4 separate regions of the Sus scrofa genome follow, and all the other regions are linked to region 1. The links are chromatin contacts, called in public Hi-C maps. All regions are on one chromosome and are shown on one strand. Each heading gives the region's core, a stretch centred on a gene start, on an enhancer-like site or on the middle of the called end of the contact. The rest is flanking DNA. Distances are from core to core; before and after follow the strand shown. Region 1 has its middle 150 kb from the start of CAMK1D. Region 2 overlaps CAMK1D (calcium/calmodulin dependent protein kinase ID). Region 3 overlaps CAMK1D (calcium/calmodulin dependent protein kinase ID). Region 4 overlaps CDC123 (cell division cycle 123).

What was found. A called contact is a pair of places that touch in the nucleus more often than the background predicts.
Region 2: a Hi-C map of liver shows a contact between it and region 1, with 2.7 times the contacts expected there. The contact joins two enhancer-like sites. A contact is called at or near these places in 4 of 47 Hi-C or Micro-C datasets (embryonic fibroblasts and liver) and 1 of 2 datasets of contacts at active chromatin or transcription factors (skeletal muscle).
Region 3: a Hi-C map of liver shows a contact between it and region 1, with 3 times the contacts expected there. The contact joins two enhancer-like sites. A contact is called at or near these places in 1 of 47 Hi-C or Micro-C datasets (liver) and 1 of 2 datasets of contacts at active chromatin or transcription factors (skeletal muscle).
Region 4: a Hi-C map of liver shows a contact between it and region 1, with 1.6 times the contacts expected there. The contact joins two enhancer-like sites. A contact is called at or near these places in 2 of 47 Hi-C or Micro-C datasets (both in liver) and 1 of 2 datasets of contacts at active chromatin or transcription factors (skeletal muscle).

Annotation. Positions count from the first base shown.
Region 1 is chr10:59,606,766-59,611,455 of Sscrofa11.1, forward strand. It overlaps a transcript of CAMK1D not described here. Among named protein-coding and RNA genes, the nearest start is that of CAMK1D, 150 kb to the left of the region's middle. Within about 2 kb of position 2,111, at least 14 of the 83 cell types and tissues checked have an H3K27ac peak or open chromatin away from gene starts, as enhancers often do. A contact at or near this core is called in liver and skeletal muscle, where this site is marked.
Region 2 is chr10:59,373,115-59,377,804 of Sscrofa11.1, forward strand. All of the region lies in intron 1 of CAMK1D (calcium/calmodulin dependent protein kinase ID), which reads right to left. Among named protein-coding and RNA genes, the nearest start is that of CAMK1D, 79 kb to the right of the region's middle. Within about 2 kb of position 2,342, at least 24 of the 83 cell types and tissues checked have an H3K27ac peak or open chromatin away from gene starts, as enhancers often do. A contact at or near this core is called in liver and skeletal muscle, where this site is marked.
Region 3 is chr10:59,421,689-59,426,378 of Sscrofa11.1, forward strand. The region is part of intron 1 of CAMK1D (calcium/calmodulin dependent protein kinase ID); the gene reads right to left. LOC110255711 (a long non-coding RNA gene) reads right to left here. Exons shown (of 2, transcript XR_002336411.1): 2 at 3,750-4,690. Among named protein-coding and RNA genes, the nearest start is that of CAMK1D, 30 kb to the right of the region's middle. Within about 2 kb of position 2,478, at least 26 of the 83 cell types and tissues checked have an H3K27ac peak or open chromatin away from gene starts, as enhancers often do. A contact at or near this core is called in liver, where this site is marked.
Region 4 is chr10:59,739,767-59,744,456 of Sscrofa11.1, forward strand. All of the region lies in intron 6 of CDC123 (cell division cycle 123), which reads right to left. Among named protein-coding and RNA genes, the nearest start is that of NUDT5, 23 kb to the right of the region's middle. Within about 2 kb of position 1,910, at least 10 of the 83 cell types and tissues checked have an H3K27ac peak or open chromatin away from gene starts, as enhancers often do. A contact at or near this core is called in liver and skeletal muscle, where this site is marked.

The DNA.
Region 1 (4,690 bases), core at 861-3,360:
AACTGTTCAAAAAAACTTTAAGCATTAAAAACTCCTTCCTTTCAAGGAGGCTATGAAGATGCTGTAACATTTTATTCATAAACTGCCTGGAACATAGCAGGTGCCCTTATTACCAGCAGCAGTAGTTGGTGTTTCTTAACCAAATAGTTCCGTTCCATTATCATTTCTGGTTTTCCAACTTCTGTCGCCAAAAATCCTTCTCAACAATATTCATATTGTTCATCTCTGTATTCTGGTACATGTTCCATTTCATTCCTAAGAAGATCCTGTGCAGTGACCAAAAGGTGTGTCAGGCTTAGTCATGAGTAGTATATAAGCTGGTATCAACGAACAAATACACAAGATATGGATGAGCCATGCATTATGGCACACAGCCCCGTAGAGATAGAAGGTGCTAGATACTGGGCTGACTACGCGAGTGACCCGTCTGGCACACACTGTACACATGATTTCATTAATCATTTCCAAATGGGAGCTCAGGCAACTGTTATTTGCCTGTTTTCCTCAACAGGGGAGCAGAGGAAGAGCCAAGGCATGAAAGCGTCGCTCTTAGCTTGTACTCCACGTCCCTGGAAGGGCACATCTACACCCCGAAACTAATCAGCAGTGGCACAGCCAAAGCCCTCCTTTCTCCCATGTCAGCCCCGACCTGGGCTAATTGGCACATCGCAGACTGTCCATTAACAAGCTAATGAGGATGGACCAGCACCCAGAAGGGTTCCGGCTCTCCCGGACGCCACGCCACCAGCCTCCGAAAACTCAGGCTGTGATTCTAATCAATTCGGAGAGCTTTGCTCTGTTTTCTTTGAAAGCTTGAGAATGAGTCTACAGACAGTGTCTTTTTCTAGCTGTGAAAACTGTAGGCACCTGACAAAGTTCCCAGCCCCTAAAGCTTCGCAGGTGGCGGGGGGGCAGAGGGTGTTGGGGGGGGCAGAGGGTGGGGGAGGGACGATCGAGCGGACTCCACCCACCGAGCAGCAGAGGTAAGAACTCAACTTGGAAGTGTCTTGGGAGCCACTGGGACATGGGTTCAATCCCCAGTCAGGCACAATGGGTTAGGGATCAGGCACTGCCTCAGCTGCAGCTTAGGTGAGACTATGACTCCAATCTGATCCCTGGCCCGGGAGCTCCACATGGGCCACCAAAAATGACAAAAAAAAAAAAAAAAAAGAACTCAAGACACCCGAGTTGTACCCCTTCCACCATCACAGCCAGAACACCTCCTGTGGTCCAGGTGCTGGGCTTCGCTCAGCCACGACTTTCCAGAAGACAACACAAAATAATTAAGCCACACACACACACACACACACACACACACACACACACACACACACACAGGGCTGGCTCATAATTACCAACGCCAGCCACAGAAAACCATTCATCAAGTACACATCATCAGGCAACAAGAGAAATAAATCCGACAATAAGCTAGCAGCCAGCGGCTCCGCCTCCACACGGTCTCCAGAAATAAAAGCAGTTCCCTCCTGCCCACGGCCAGGCTGAAGGCCACATGGGTCATAAAGCTCAGAAAGCAATACCCACGGCCCGTGCCCTGTGTACCCATGTCACGCAACTCTGGACAGTAAGAGTTGTCACTGACCGAGCACTTACTCGGAGGCGGACACTGGCTGACGGCTTTATAATCTATGTCAGTTCACTTAATTCTTGCAACAGCCAGAGACAGGGCCCCCCACCACTACCGGCCCCGGCCTCCCTGAGTCCTGGATAAAGAATCAGAACTAGGACAAGCAGCAGGAAGACTGAAGTCATTTTTATTCACTGCACAGGAAACTGTACATGCATTTCTGTCCCCTTAAGAAGTTTAGCATCTGGAACCCCGATGCAACCGTGCCAAGGGCTCCACACACAAAAGCTCGAGGAGTTTGCACTGAATTGGCCCCCTTTCGCTGCCTGGCCGGGGGGGGAGGCCCCCAGCTGACCCAGATCTCTGTTTTCTCAACCTGATCAAAGAACAAGATGGAACGAAATGTTCGCAAGGCCCGCTCCAGAGTCAACATGCTAAAGCCTGAAAATCCGAGCCGTCCCAGCGTCCGCTCAGGGCCAGCGGGGGCTGCAGGATCGACCCTGGGCCGGGCCTGGTCACCGGGGCATGACACGCCTCCAAGGAGATGTGATGCTATTCCAGCTCTGCCGACGGGCCGCGGAGGAAACGCGACCCGAGAGCGCTCTTTGCAGGGCTCGGGTGTTCACCACGTTTGGCCAGGTCAAGCTGTGTGCACACCGGCCAGGGGACAGCAGGGGGGCGCCTGGCCCGCTGTTAGTGTGCCACGTGCAGACAAAGCTGACCTGCTTTACTGTGTCTTCACAGGCACAGCCGGTTCTTTTCCCTTCTATCCCCTTTTCATTTAAGTCTAACGGGAAAAGGGAGGCTTTCGACTAGGTCACAATGGAAAAAACTCATAAAATGCACCGGCAACTTCATACAAAGAGTACACAGTTGCTTTCATCAGAACCTCAAACCATTCGCTTTAACCCCAAAGAGATGGATAATCGACCAACTAGCCAATTATACCATTACTGAATATGTGAGCCTTCAATTCATTGAGAAATGCTTTTTTAAAATACGTTCACCTGGGAACCCCATGATAAGAATCAGTCCATGTTATAAGAGCAGCAATTATATGAGAGCAGAAGGGCCATTATCTTATCCTCTTCATAAAAGGAAGGATCTTTCGGTCTCCTTTCTGTTGTCAAACTGAATAATTATTACATAAAAGAGGCGCTAAGTGTCCTGAAACCCTGAAGCAGCAGGAACCATCAGCGGGTATTTGAAATCATGTATCTGTTTACCGGGCAATATCACAATCTGTGCTCTGTGGGATCCAGACCCAAGAAAAAAAGGGTTCCCTGGTCTGAAATCAGGGCGGCCTCCTTCCTCCTCACCCCATTCCCATCCCAGCCCCTGTTCCAGTTATCTAGGCCAAACACTCACTGATTGTCACAACCCCCTCTCCCGTCATGCCTTGCAACCAGAGCCCTAAGACCCTGCAGGTACATCAGAGAAAAACCACAGGAGCCAATGCCTCCCTCGGGCAGAGAAGGGATTGTTAAGAATTTCACTTTATATCCATCAGGCCTAAAATAAGGTGTGGTGTGTGTGTGTGTGTGTGTGTGTGTACAGGTGCTGAGCTGCACTCATCTCTTTTCAATAGGACACGCCTACTGTGACTTTTCCTGATCAATTACCAGGAAAGCAGGAATCCCTGCTCCTCTCATGCAGAGAAGGACCTCTCAAAACGACACCCCTTTTTTTAAAAAAGTTTTCTTAAAGGATTTACCCTGATCCCTCCACTTCATGACACCTTTTTTTGGAGTGATCTCAAACTGGGAGTTGGAGGCATCATATTTGGCCATGAATCCGAGTGGCAAGACTGGCCCCCAAATAAAGTGACATCAGCTAACATTTATTGAGCATTTACTACACACCGGGCATCCTGTGAAGTTTTTTACCTGCGTCATCTCACCGAAACCTTGTAGTAAGCCTATACTATGCAAACCATTATTACCCCATTTTATGAATTATAAATGCTGGCTCAGCACTATACACACATATATGGCTGGTGAAGGGGTGAGCTCAGGCCCTGAGAATGCTGTATCCTCATCCACGGACCTATTTTTAAGACCCATAATAGTACCAAGAAGCCAGCAGGCCACACATCCTAGGAACACCACAAGTTTCAGCAAGGTAGGGACTCAGAGATTTTTTTTTTCTTTTTTCTTTTTAGGGTCGTACCTGTGGCATATAGAAGTTCCCGGGCTAGGAGTCGAATCAGAGCTGCAGCTGAGGCCTACACCCCAGTCATGGCAACACAGGATCCAAGCCACATCTGCAACCTGCACTGAAGCTTGCGGCAGTGCCAGATCCTTAACCCACGGAGCAAGGCCAGGGATCGAACCCACGTCTCACAGACATGTCGGGTTCTTAACTCACCATGCCACAACAAGAACTCCAGATTTTTTTTTTTTTTTTTTTGGTCTTTTTGCCATTTCTTGGGCCGCTCCCGCGGCATATGGAGGTTCCCAGGCTAGGGTCGAATCAGAGCTGTAGCTGCCAGCCTATGCCAGAGCCACAGCAACGCGGGATCCGAGCCGCGTCTGCGACCTACACCACAGCTCACGGCAATGCCAGATTGTTAACCCACTGAGCAAGGCAGGAATCGAACCTGCAACCTCATGGCTCCTAGTCGGATTCGCTAACCACTGCGCCACGACGGGAACTCCCAGATTTTTTTTAATACTAAAAAATGCATGCGCATACCTGCCAAGTGTTCACCACACAATCTATCACCACACAAGACTTTCTCAAATAGCCAATGAACTTCAGTATCTGATAAATTTTTTTAACCACGAACCCTAGGAAAATTTTAATCACTCAGTAAAGATGTTTGATATTAGGCTGAAAGGAGTGGAAAGCCTTCTAATTCAGAGGGATCAGACAAGTCAGGGAACTTGTAGAAGCCAGTACAAAATGAAAATAGTTGGGGCGGGGGAGAATCCTTTTTCAAAAAATATTAAGAATTTCAAGACAGCAGGAAAAGCTCATTGAGTGAAGCATGGGGTCCTGTGTGACTATGAAGCTTGGACCCCCAGAAAGCTGGCCCCAGGAGGGATGGGGGTCCAGGGCCCTGTAGGACACGCCAGACTCCAGAGGAATGAAGCCACAAAAGCT
Region 2 (4,690 bases), core at 1,092-3,591, 230 kb before region 1:
CTATGAGCAAATTCTCAGGAACGACACTATTCACAGATGGTGCTCATAGATGAATTGCTACTCACCCAGCTTTCCATTCTGAGTTTAAAGGGGAATCAAGGAAGCAATTGTGCCGCGTGGGATAAGGGGCTGGAAGAAGCGCGGCCACCTGGATTGCCCCCAACAATTACACAGGGTAAGCAGGGAGGGGAGGGTGGCAGAGCAGCTGATGTGCCCAGGCGGTGGCCACGGTCTGCCAGCCAACGGCGAAGGAGCGCAGGCCAGGCTGAGGTCATATACAGCCCGGCGGGGGCATTTTAGGTGACCGCCCTTTTCAGAGGAAAGGCATGGAGATTTTTTTTTTTTCTCCCCAAGCATCTCAGTCTCATGGCCAGACTTCACTGAGGTCACTTTGGACCCGTGCGTTCCAACCTGGCTTCCCCCCAAATCCACCAGGTTCTCAACAAATATTTTAAAAACCATCATGAAATACAACTTTCATAGACCCAACTGTAATAGATACCAAATGCAGAAAGCAGTAGAAACTGTCAGTGTGTTCACTTGTGTCCCCTGGACAGCACCTGTCATAAATCAAAGTTCTAAAATGGGACTTACACACTCATGCTGATAAAATATTACATTTCTCACCTGTGTGTAGATTGGGGCTCTATATGTATAAGAATTTACTTTTTTAAACTGTAACTGCAATGTATACATGTAAGGATAACCTGACCCCCTTGCTGTACAGTGGGAAAATAAAAAAAAAAAAGAATTTACTTTTTTAAAAAGGTTCTGCCACTAAAAAAAAAGAAGAAAACAGAAAAAAAGGGAAAAAGGCAACTAATGCACTAAATAATACAAAAGTGAATCACAAAGTTTCTTCCTTATTCTACCTGAGAAGACTGAACATATTATGAATATATTTTCAGATGCAAAGACCTGTCCTCAGAAAGTTATTCCTCAAGATGCTAACGAGGTTCTTCTTCCCGAATCTTTGGCATCTTTAGAATTTTTAAAAAGTTATGTTAAGACCAGGAAGAAGCCAAGAATGCAACAAGAGAGACAGGGAGGGGTGAGGAGACATGCTCATATGTACACATACACCCACATACATGTACACACACAGATAAACACGCAGCATGCATATACATATAAGTACACACCACACACACACACACACACACACACACACATACACACACATTTGGGAGTCATTCTCCTGAAGCCCCAGCTAAAGTCACACACACAGCACTAGGTCCCCAGGGTTGGAGTTGCTATTTCACTAGAGGCTGGGGGCAGCCAGCGCTCTGGAATACACTCTTGCAGGCAGAGAGCCTGGCAGAATGATTTCTCTCAGGGAAAAGCTGCCAAGAATGTGTGCAGGGTAAAGAAGCAGAAAGAAGAAGGGCCCCGGGTGGAGGGAGGCACAAGGCGGGGTGCCTCCAGCGAAGCACTCGCGAACTGAGTCAGGGCGATGTCTCATCTTGTGATGCAAAATCAGAAGGCAGCCACAGCCCCAGTGTGGACGGACGCTGGTTAACTCGGGAGCCTTAGGAAGAAGCAATGTCTACCGTGGGAACAAAGCCCGGCAGTTCAGAATCTCACAAGGGTGTGGAGTCAGCTGCACCATCTGGTCGTTTTGCCTCATTCCTCTTTTTTCTTGGTGTGTGGGGGGATGGGGTTTAGGGATGGGGCTGGTGGCAAACTAAGCTTCTGAAGGTCTCATGTGGTTTGATGATGAACAGACACAGAGCAGCTGGTCTTAACAAGACAGCCTCTCAGATGTCACGATGAACGCAGCAGGAGACTGCACTGCAGGTGGGGACGCGGGGTGGGGGTGGGGGGGTGGACCTCTTACTGTCAACGTCACTGTTTCTCCAAGTTGACTGCATGCAAGAGCCTTGGGAGGAGCATCACGGCACACGATCATTAACAGGACACTTGCATGAAACTCACAGACCTAGACTTCATCAAACATCGAGAGTTTCCAGCAGTGCTGGACTTGAGGCCAAGCAGGGGGGACAGGAAGATAAATAAATAAAACAGAGTCCCTGAAACCAAGTGGCTCCCTGGCCAGTAGGGGAAAACAGATGTGTATGTAAACATCAGGGTACGGCAGGACCAACCTCCTGCCCGGGAGCCGGACTCAGGCGACAGAAACACAGCCTGCCTCTGCTCCAAGGTCTCACTCTGCCCAGGCACTCGGCGGGACTGCAGCCCGGGGAGTTGACACGTGCTCCAGATGTTGGCAAGTTTGCCAGGCACAGAAAGACAAGGAAAAGAATTATCCAGAGAGGGAAGAGCATTAGTAAGGACACAGAAGAGTGAGGTGGACCGTGTTGGGACAGAGTGCTCAGGCAGATGGGTGTGACGAAGAAAAATCAATGAGGTAGACTGGGGCATGTGAGCGGAGGCTTGTTTGCCAAGTTCAACGAGTGGATTTTTTTTTTGGTCTTTTTGTATTTTTAGGGCCACACCTGTGGCATAGGGAGGTTCCCAGGCTAGGGGTCCAATCGGAGCTGTAGCCACCAGCTACACCACAGCCATAGCAGCGCTGTATCTGAGCCATGTCTGTAATCTACACCACAGCGCTTGGCAACACCACATCCTTAACCCACTGAGGGAGGCCAGGGATTGAACTCACGTCCTCGTGGATGCTAGTTGGGTTTGCTAATGGCTGAGCCATGACAGGAACGCCAACAGAATGGATTTTATGCTAAAGGAAACAGGACGTGGTATGCAAGTGTCCAACTCCAGCTCTGGAAGAAGTACAAGCAATGTTTTGTTTTGCAGGGATATTTAAATATAGCCCATGTTTTATAACAACTATAAATGGAGTATAACCCTTAAAAATTATGAATCACTATGTATACCTGAAACTTATATATTGTAAACCAACAATACCTCAATTTTACAAAAAAAGAGAGCAATGCCAAAACAAATACATTAATTACTTAAGTCATGTGACATAGCTCCTTATACATATGCATTTTTGGCCACGCCCACAGAATCTGAAAGTTCCAGGGCTGGGAATCAAACCTGTGCCACAGCTGTACCCTAAGCCACAACAGTGACCATGCCGGATCCCCAACCCACTGTGCCACCAGGGGACTCTGAAGCAGCTCCTCATAAACCATGCCTGCAGGCCTAAGCCTGGATCTCTCCTACTGACGGGAAGTAACTTCAAACATGCAACTTCACCTTCCTCCACTTTTCATTTTCCAAGTGGAAAGTTCTATGCACTTTTCGCTTTCGTCATGAACAAGGAGAACAAGTCAATGGGAACACAGTGTAAATATCTAGCTTTCCTCGGGGACCAAGGCTAACTCCAGAGCTCTTAATAGGTAGAGATGGAAAGGCTGGAATCCTGCAAAATGTCAAGTTCATGACTTTTCGCCAATAGCTTTTTCCTCTAAAAGGACAGAGAACTGTGAAACCCAGAACACGCTATCTGTCAGGATCTGGGGTTCTGCTCTTCAGACTCTTCCTGCATCTCCAGAATTGGGGTACCGACCGTCGAGGGACTGTTTCTTGTTGTCTTCAGAAAATACACTGGAGCTATTGGAAGGCCTTTGCCTCTTCGTCAAGCACCAACCCTTGAACAGAGAGAGTGCCAGCTACTTGATGGATTTCTGATGACACAGAGATCCATCTCAAGTTTCCATGGGCTCCCACACCCAGCCTCCGGTCACAGCTCAGGCGAGCTTCTCTTTCCTTTTAGAGACATATTGATTTGCTCTTTTTTTCTTCTTGTTTTTCTTTTCTTTTCCTTTTTTTTTTTTGTCTTTCTGCTCCTGTGGCATGTGGAGGTTCCCAGGTTAGGGGTCGAATCAGAGCTGTAGCTGCCAGCCTACACCACAGCCACAACAACATGGGATCCAAGCCGCATCTGCAACCTACACCACAGCTCATGGCAACGCTGGATCCTTAACCCACGGAGCAAGGCCAGGGATCGAACCTGCAACCCCTTGGTTCCTAGTCAGATTTGTTAACCACTGTGCCATGACGGGAACTCCTCTTCTTGTTTTTCAAACATAGTACCTAGTAACGACACAGAACAAAAGCCAAGGCGCTGGACCTCATGGCTGCTTCTCTGTTTACTGTGAACTCAAACTTGCAACGTAGGCACAGGGTCTCCCAGTGGACACTAGCCCCTCTCCCCCAGATACACAGGACGCTACTCTGCAGTGGAGATTAAATAAACAGATCACCTCTGGCGTCTGCCTCTGGGAGCAGTAGGGTCATCAAGACTCCTGAATATTACAAAGCACATACATGGCCAGCTCTCACCCAGTCCCGCTAAGACACTGTTGCTAGGCCCGCAGAACCTGGGGACTAGGTGTATCATTTCAAGTTTCTGGCAATTGTGGTAAGTAGCCAAATTGGGGCCCCAATGCTCTAGCCAGGCCCCCACTTACAGATGGAAAAATTAAGCGACTAGCCCGCCCGTGCTCATTCGGTTACGATGACAGGGTGTCCCTGAGGACAATTTCTTCACATTCTACAAAGAAAGCACTTCTGCACAAGTGAAGTGATAAATCAAAATGATAAACGTCAAAATAAAATATGTCCTACCTCCTTGGAGGTCTGAGATTTTGGACTTGGGGGATCTCCTCCTAGGTCTAAACTTTGGATTTAGGGGTTGTTTTCATGGTGGTATAACGGGCAGGCTTCCTGGGGTCAAAGTGGAGGTTACACACGCTGGGTGGGA
Region 3 (4,690 bases), core at 1,228-3,727, 180 kb before region 1:
GCAACTGTATTTGATAACTGTTCCCTTAACGTTGAGACAATGTCAATTGCTCATGGCAGATAACCAGTGGGTGGCTGTGGGCTGGAAGACACCTGGAAAGACTAAATCCCTGCCCCCGACCCCCTCGAGAGCCACCTTGGCAAGGTCACCGTGCAGAAGGAACTGACCTTCAAGATCATCTTGAAAATGAGATACTGCCATCCTTTGAATTACAGTAAATTATTGATATTCGAAAGAAGGGAAGCCCTGGCTGGTAAATTCCCAACCTTATCTGTGACTGCAGACCCTTAACTCAACTCTACAATGAGACATCCTGGACAACAGGAAAAAATCCTCAATTTCAAAATGAAAGAAAAGGATGGATCCCAGAAAAGAATGGATGATGTTGGACCTCCTCCTCCTAGTGAAACTCTAGACAGATTATGAAGCGGGAAATTTTAGAAACATTCATGAAAACACTGAGGTGAGGACACAGAGCCATGCCAACCTCCTGCCCTGTCTGGACAGGGTCACCAGGTGGACAGGTCAGAGGGTATGTTGATTTCAGCCAAGCAACTGACCAAGACTTGTCCATGTATCTTCTGAAAAAAGAGAGACAAATAGGGAGTTCCCGTCATGGCTCAGTGGTAGTGAACCCAGCTAGTATCCATGAGGATGCGGGTTTGATCCCTGGCCTTGCTCAGTGGGTTAAGAATCCGGCACTGCCATGAGCTGTGGCGTAGGTCACAAACAAGGCTCAGATCTGGTGTTGCTGTGGCTGTGGTGTAGGCTGGCAGCTGCAGCTCCAACTGGATCCCTAGCCTGGTAACTTGGGTATACCACAGGTGCGGCCCTAAAAAGCAAAAAAAAAAAAAGAAAGAAAGAAAGAAAGAAAGAGAGAGACAGACAGACAGACAAATAGGCTTTTAAAAGCCCTATTATGCAGATGGATAGCTGGATGCACAGTTATAACCAGAGAGAACACAGAAGTTGGCAAGACTGGTCCTTCTCTGGGGGTCTTGCTCCAGGAGGGTGAAGCCCATGCAAATGGGAACATGTGATGCTTTTTATTCAGAACCTCCTAGAATAAGGGAGTTAATTACCCACCAGCACTTGCAACAGGTAGAGACTCAAAGCAGGCAAAAAAAACAAAAACAAAAATAAAAACAAAAAAAACGGAGAGTCTGTAGTGAAAAAAAAGGGGAGGCTTCAGGAATGCCCTGATCAAGGTGCAGACACTATAGGCGGGCTAACTAGAAGGGAAGCATCCTCTGTGGCTGGTTTGGGGAACATACTGGGTTCTCTCTGGCTGGTCCCGAGTTGGAAACAAAGACAAAAATTAGGGAAGTGTCAGTGATTGGTTAAGTCCTGGCCATTGAGGGTCAACTGCCACTGGAGTTTACTGTTTGGCTCCCTGGACTGGGTGTTTCAGATCAGAGGTCAAAGTTGTCACATTTTATGTGGCCTGGCCACTTGCTGTTTACATTTTCCTTATCTCCCAGCCACTTCTGCACTGTGTCCAACATGGGGAGAACAGACAAACTTGTTCAGGTCGGTTTCCTTGAAAGTGGCGTGAAGAAATTTTAGAGAGCAGACAGAAAACAAAGCAACTGATTAGCCCCCAAGTCAGAGGAGATAAAATTCAAAATCAATTAAATGTCTTCCCCCAAATCAGGGGCATCAAAAATGAGGAGATTTCGAAGTACGATCACAGGTAGCTAAAATTACTATCGGCAATGTCAGTTTATTGGTGACTTATCAATGCACGAGTCTGATGAATGGCCGATTATCCACTGCTAGCTCTGCAAGCCTGGGCAAGTCCATTGATCTCTCTCAGCTGTAACTGCTCATGTGTAAAACAAGTAGGTGGAATTAAAATCTCTCAGGTCCTTTATGGCTGTAAAACGTTATGCTTCTATGATTCTGGTCACTCGAGAGTTCTTTTATCCTGCACGTGGCAGCTTTATGTCTGCCCAGCTAGATGCATGAATTCATTAGGAACTGAACTGGAAAAACCAAACAAATCACGCCCATAGTTTGTAAAAGTGCATTCACTCAACAATCATTATGGAACAGTAACTATGAATAAAGGACTCTCCCAGGAGCCATGGAAGAAACAAAGAAACAGAGAACTCTAGCTGAGAAGTGAAAATACACACACATTCTTAACTCTAAATAAACAAAGGATTCAAGGCCCTCAAATGATACAGAAAGTTCTACAGAAAACAACAAATACTCTGGTACAGTCTGCGTGGCATCTCTAAAGGTTGCAAAAAGAATGAGTTAATGGTTGTACTTCTTTTTTTTTTTTTTTGGACATCTTGTAATTTGCATATTTTAACCTGCAAATGATTTTTGTTTCTTTTCAGTTTCATTTGACCCCATCCACCCCCTCTCCCTTCCACTGTGGGGGTTTGGCACCTGACAGTTATATTGAGCTGGTCTCTGCTGCCAAGGGCGCGGAAAAGGACGGTTTATGCCGGGATGTTGGCAACTCTACAGGTGACAAGACGTTCTGGCCAAAGAAAACCCTGTCTCAAAAATGACTACATAACTGCAATGAAGGTGACAGGGATGGAGGAGACACAGGTAGTTGAAGAAGTCCTCATAAAGGACCATATTTAAAGAGGGAAACTTAGGGGACACTGGGCGGTCTCTGCAAGCAAATAAATTGCTCAAAAAAGCCATCAGAACAAGGCACGTTTGCTTCTTTAGTGGCGCCTTGCGAGTTGTCTCAGGTCCTTGGGTGGGGGATGGGATGAGTGCTTCATTCAGATTCAGACCAAGGGCAAGAGTTTGAGGACCACCCTTCTGCGGACTCGAACACACCTTAAGGGGATACTAAGGAGGAGCTACTACTCCCAGAAGGGAAGAGGCGGGCTTTTCCAACCCCCACTCCCCTTGGCGGATAAAAACTGCAGCCCACGGGGCTCCCGGGGACAGAGCTTCCGTGCCTGCCCGCTTGCATCTCTCACAAGCATCCTATCCTAATAAATCTATTTCTTGCCAATCACCTTGTCTCTTGCTGAACTCCTTCTGCGTGGAGACAGAAGAACCTGAACCTCAGTGCGTCCAGACACAGGGTGAGGGATTCTAATTTAAAACTGTGGGTTCAACTCCCAGTCTGGGTTTAGGCTGGGTTCAGGCCGTTACTACTGTCAGTTTCAAAGGGGCAATGAAATGTTCCCATGAGCTGATTTTCTTCAAAGTCCCACTCCTAGCAAGTGGTAAATACTGAAAATGACCATTTCCGGCTGCCCTCCACCACTAGCTGAGGTGGGCGGAGCAGAGAGGGGGAGAGAGATGCAGTTTCATAACATTAGAAAGCCTTATATTTTCACTGGCACAAGAAGAAGTGGGGATAGTTTCTCTCTTGCTCCTTTCTGGCTGGGAAGCCTGGTCTTGAACATTTGCAGCTCTCTTGCAGCCCTCCAAAAATACTTTCATTTTCTCCCGCTTAAGAGAAACATGCAAATCACAGAACCAAAGGCAGTTCACTGCCCAGGAAGAACATGCACCCCTGGCCAGCACCTTCAAACTGCCTCCAGCCACAGTAAACAAGTCAGCCTCTCTGACACACCCAACCATTTGGTTATATTTTACATGTCTGCTCCCTATGGGGGGTGGGGGGGGGACTGATACAAAAAGAGGAACTTGAAATTGATACATCTCACTCAGGTTTAAAACGGACAGTAAATTACTTCCTTGAACAACAGCTGAGAATTACAAATCGGTTTGTTAGAGGTTTATCATTTGGGTTTTTTTTTGGGGGGGGGGGTTGGTGTCCAGTTCAGTGGAAAGGCTCTCTTGCTCTACAACTTCCTCTCCAGAGTGAGAGCCCCGAAGCAGGTGCACTGAGGAAGGAGAGCCCTGCCTGCAGGAAACAGGAAGTTCTTAAAGACCAACAGCCCCTGGTTTGTCAATTACCAAAACCAAGCACCCAAATACTGACACAATACTTCCTAAATCTGATGAGGGATTTGGAGGTCCTGCCTGAGCTTGACAGTATGGCCCCGCAAAGCCTCAAACAATTAGCAAGCGCTTTTTGAGGTCAGGGTTTCTCCATGTGTTCCTGCACATTTGCCTGGGTGTGCCTGTTTCAATTCCGCGACTAAAAGCGCCAGGGGATGCTGCTAAGTATGCAGTCAGTGCATCTAATCATTATTCGGAACAAGTTCACCCTCTTCAGGTGGCCACACCAGCTTCAGGATTCTCCCCACCCAGTCACTCTGGCACACATCTGGCAGATCTCTGTGCCTTGCAAAGCTGTCACCCACATAGGAGATACAGAGGGACAACCAGCAGCTTTGGTCCCCAGATGCCATGCCAAGCACAGTAAGGTCTGAACTCCTCAAGTTTTTGTTTGTTTGTTTTTTCCCCACCCCTTTGGGAATATTCACTCTGGATTTGCTATAAATGAACCCATTTCAAAGTACATGGATGTGAGCCCCTTTACTGAATACTCACATTCTCCTGCAAAGCTGTATGTAAATACATCCTTTAAAAACAACAAAAAATAAAAAAAAATTAAAAATAAATAAAAAATAAAAACAACAACAAAAAGTCGTGGTTTAAAAGAGCTGGAAGGCAAAATCTTCAACAAGTCACCCTTGCCACAGCAACTCCATTCTTTCATTTATCTCTTGGGCTCACTGGCAACAAAGTCATACGTCTTGGGAAAAAAAAATCCACAGAGATGCTATGGCAAACC
Region 4 (4,690 bases), core at 660-3,159, 130 kb after region 1:
ACTCAGGTTGAGATGACTATTTCTTCTGGCCTGGGAGGAAGCGACTGACCACGTCACCTCCTCAAAAGGTGTGAGTTCTCTAGTTCGGGCCAGTCCGTGTGGCAGCAGCATGCTCGGAGAACCCTGACGCTGTGAACGGACTCCAGATTAGGTGCTGCTTAAATCCAGGGACGGAAATCACAATTTGGTCATTTTGCTAAGTAAAGAGAAGACGTCTTCATTAAAACGTTTATGACGGGGCAGTATACAAAGTCATGAATGCTTTAAAGTGCCACCATGGAGTTCCCGTCGTGGCGCAGTGGTTAACGAATCCGACTAGGAACCATGAGGTTGCGGGTTCGATCCCTGCCCTTGCTCGGTGGGTTAACGATCCGGCGTTGCCGTGAGCTGTGGTGTAGGTTGCAGATGCGGCTCGGATCCCGAGTTGCTGTGGCTCTGGCGTAGGCCGGTGGCTACAGCTCCGATTCGACCCCTAGCCTGGGAACCTCCATATGCCGCAGGAGCGGCCCAAGAAATAGCAACAACAACAACAACAACAACAAAATAAAAAAATAAAAAAATAAAGTGCCACCTTGTTCAGATATTTACTAGGGCACAATCCCCACTCACAAGCCTTCCTGAAAAGTTGGAAGGTACGGCATCATACCTCACCGTACCTAAGTATATAAGAAAAAAAAATTAAGTCATGGGCAGAAATAAAAAAGAAAAATGTTGCTCGTCAGGATCCAAAATAAGATTTCGGGTACAGAATCCATTTCTTTCGTTATCACCGGTGGCGGAAAAGGAAAGATAAGAAATGATACTGAGTCAAGGGTGACTGGGGGTGTTCATTTGAGTTTCTGCAGAATTCTTCAAGAAGAGATAAAATGTGCTATCCAAAATTATAATGATCTAACACAACATTGTAAATCAACGATACTTCAATTAAAAAAATAAAATAAATACAATAAAATTAAAACAATCTAAAGGGGGAAAATCATCATCTAAATAAATGACTCCATGGTTAACAAATCCAACTAGGAACCATGAGGTTGCGGGTTCGATCCCTGGCCTTGCTCAGTGGGTTGAAGATCTGGTGTTGCCGTGAGCTGTGGTGTAGGTCGCAGACACGGCTCGGATACAGCATTGCTGTGGCTCTGGTGTAGGCTGGAAGCTACAGCTCCAATTAGACCCCTAGCCTGGGACCCTCCATATGCCACGGGAGCAGCCCAACAAATGGCAAAAAGACAAAATAAATATATAAACAAATAAGCCTTTAAAAAAAAATCACAAGGTAGACGTTCTGTTAGGTCCAACTTAGGTACAAAATTTAACTCCCCAAACTGTTTGCTGCTGAATTTTAGGATTAATAGTTTTGTGATAATCTTAAAAAATGTATAAGAACTGTATAAAATGTAATAAAAAAATGTATAAAAATTATATTAATAGCTGAGCTTGGATTACTAAGACACGTGAACTTTCCTGACCTCTTGTAACTCTATTCCTTAGTCATAAGCCTCTCAGAGAAACAAGGAACAGATTCATTTTTTCACTCACTCAGCCCTTCTAAATGTCAAATGAATACCAGGTTTTTGGTTTTTTTTTCTGGTCCTGGGCTACTGAAGTGACACCTCATCGATAACATAATTAGTGAAAGCAGCCTGCTGATTCGGTAAGTCTAATCACAAAGAATGCTTATCTAGGCAAATAATTCATTCCAGCAAGTATTAATGCAGACAGATTATGCTAAGTGTGTCATATGTCAACTGCGACTTTTTAAAGCAATAACCATTTGACAACAGGAAAAACAAGAGTATTTACTACCCATGCCAGATGACAGCAGTAGCAGGCAGTCCTGGCCGACTCCCCTCTGGCTAGTCCCAGCCTCCTCCCTTGCCAACGGAAGGGTGGTTGCTCACATGAGGACACCTGGCCCTGAGCCTCAGCAATGCATGTGATGCATGTGTCCTTCTGAGCACACGGTCCTCCAGGCGTGAGCCTACACCCCAGCATCGGGATCACCTGGGAACTTGTAAGAAATTATATTCTTGGGCCTGACTCCCAGCCCAGCGAATCAGAAACCCTGGGGGTGGGGACTGGCAATCTGTGCTCTACCAAATTCTCTAGATGATTCCGGTGCAAGCTAAATTTGAGAGCCTCTGGTCTAAGCCAATCATGGCATTTCTATTCCATCTGCCAACTACTAGATTAGGCTAAGAACCTGTCTGTGTGACCTGAGCCTCTCTGCAAGTCTCCTGGGGAGCTTCCAGAAAGCTCTGCTTGCTCACATGCAGAGAACAATGAGTGGAAACAAATGAACCCCTTCTGTTTTTGATGCAGTTATTGTCACTTTCACGCAATATTTGTGACAGCAGTAGCCGCCTTACAACCGTCAGGTGACGAACTCAAATACCAAGGCAATAAACCAAGGATGACACAGGGAAAGACTGAAAGAGCCTGGTCCCTGGTGCCCTCGATGAGATGCTGAATTAACCCTAGAAATATCCTGTCTCTAGACTCCTTGTTAAATAATGTACTTTTTAAAAACCTGTGTAAATTCTTCTTAGTTAGCCCTCTGTTAACCTGTAATCCTAACGTCTTGTTTTCTTGCATTGAAGCAAGCTCTCAAGAGTATAATTTTATGTAATTTTCACAATGTTACATAATAATATATATTATTATATACTATAATATCCTATCTTTATTTCATTCCATAATATTTTACTTTGAAGTATTTAGGAAAGGAATTTACAACTTTATTAAGTGAAAATACAGAGAACGTTTAGAAGAATATTATTGAAGTTATATTCCGATTTTGGTTCTATTAGCTAGTTTATAGAAACAAATTACAGAACAGATCTAGGCATCAATTTTCTCTCTCTCTCTCTCTTTTTTTTTTTTTGTCTTTTCTAGGGCCGCATCCGCAGTACATGGAGGTTCCCAGGCTAGGGATCCAATCAGAGCTGTGTCTGCAACCTACACCACAGCTCACAGCAAGGCCGGATCGTTAACCCATCAAGCAAGGCCAGCGATCGAACCCACAACCTTATGGTTCCTAGTCGGATTCGTTAACTCTTGAGCCACGATGGGAACTCCTAGGCCTCAATTTTCTGACAGAAGAGTCAGATTACATCATTGACAGGATCCTGTCCAATTTAAAGAACTGTACTCTTTTCTTTGTTGGCCACCCCACAGGATATGGAGTTCCTAGGCCAGGGATCAGATCCGAGCCACAGCTGCAGCAACACTAGGTTCTTTTTTTTTTTTTTTTTTTTTGTCTTTGCTATTTCTTGGGCCGCTCCCGCGGCATATGGAGGCTCCCAAGCTAGGGGTTGAATCGGAGCTGTAGCCACCAGCCTACACCAGAGCCACAGCAACGCTGGATCCGAGCCGCGTCTGCAACCTACACCACAGCTCATGGCAATGCCGGATCGTTAACCCACTGAGCAAGGGCAGGGACTGAACCTGCAACCTCATGGTTCCTAGTCGGATTCGTTAACCACTGTGCCACGACGGGAACTCCTAGATTCTTTTTTTTTCGTCTTTTCTAGGGCCGCACCTGCAGCACATGGCGGTTCCCAGGCCAGGGGTCCAATCGGAGCTATAGCCACCGGCCTCCACCAGAGCCACAGCACCTCGAGATCCGAGCCACATCTGCGACCTACAGCACATCCCATGGCAACGCTGGATCCTTAACCCACTGAGCAAGGCCAGGGATCAAACCTGCAACCTCATGGTTCCTAGTCGGATTCGTCAACCTCTGAGCCACGACGGGAACTCCAGCAACGCTAGGTTCTTAACCCCCTGTGCTGGGCTGGGGGTTGAACCTGCATCCTGGTGCTCCAGAGACGCTGCTGATCCTGCTGGCGATCCTGTTGGCTGTGCCACAGCAGAACCTCCTAGAGAATCATACTCTTAATTTAATCTTTAAGGGGTCCAGAAGGACCTCGGTGACAAAAGTTCATCTTTCCTTAAAGATCCAATCAACGGGGATTTTTACGTAGTAACAAGACTTATTAACGGTTATCCAGCTGACTGCTGACCAAGATTTCCAGAAAAGGGTGCCATGAGTACTGCCTGTCTGAAAGGCCTGCCAGCTCAGAGCTTGGTGTTTGTCCTGCCAACTCCCAACTATTCACTCGAGGAGAAGGATGGTATTCTGTGAATAAACACTCCTTGTCCAAGGCCTCAGATTCACTTGCCATTTTAACTTCTTCCCCACGCAGAAGTCAAAAAGTAGAAAACGCAAAATGACTGACTGCTCTTTCTACCTTTCACTGGGATCGCGGCAAAACTGACGTAAGACAAAGGAGGAGCGGTGAGCTACAAGGAGCCAGCCAGTCGACAGACTGCAAAGATTTTAAAAACCAGCAGAGAATAAGAAGTGATTTATAACGGTTGGAAAGGAAATGATATCCTCATATGCTCAAGGCAACTCACGTTAAAGATGCATAAAAATCCATATCCAATGAATTAATGAGTACAGATTATTTTTAATGTGACATATTCCAAGGCCTCTTTTCAAAAGCACTCGATGTCAAAAAGCTCTATGATGGCAAAAAAAGGGAGAGCCATGACTTCCTCTAATCAGAGATCATCCCCCAGAATTAAAATCTCACTGCATTACTACTAAAGCAAATACCTAACACCTGTGACAATACAACCAAAAAAGGCTGACAGCTAAATGTCAAAACAACTTGAAGCTTTTCCT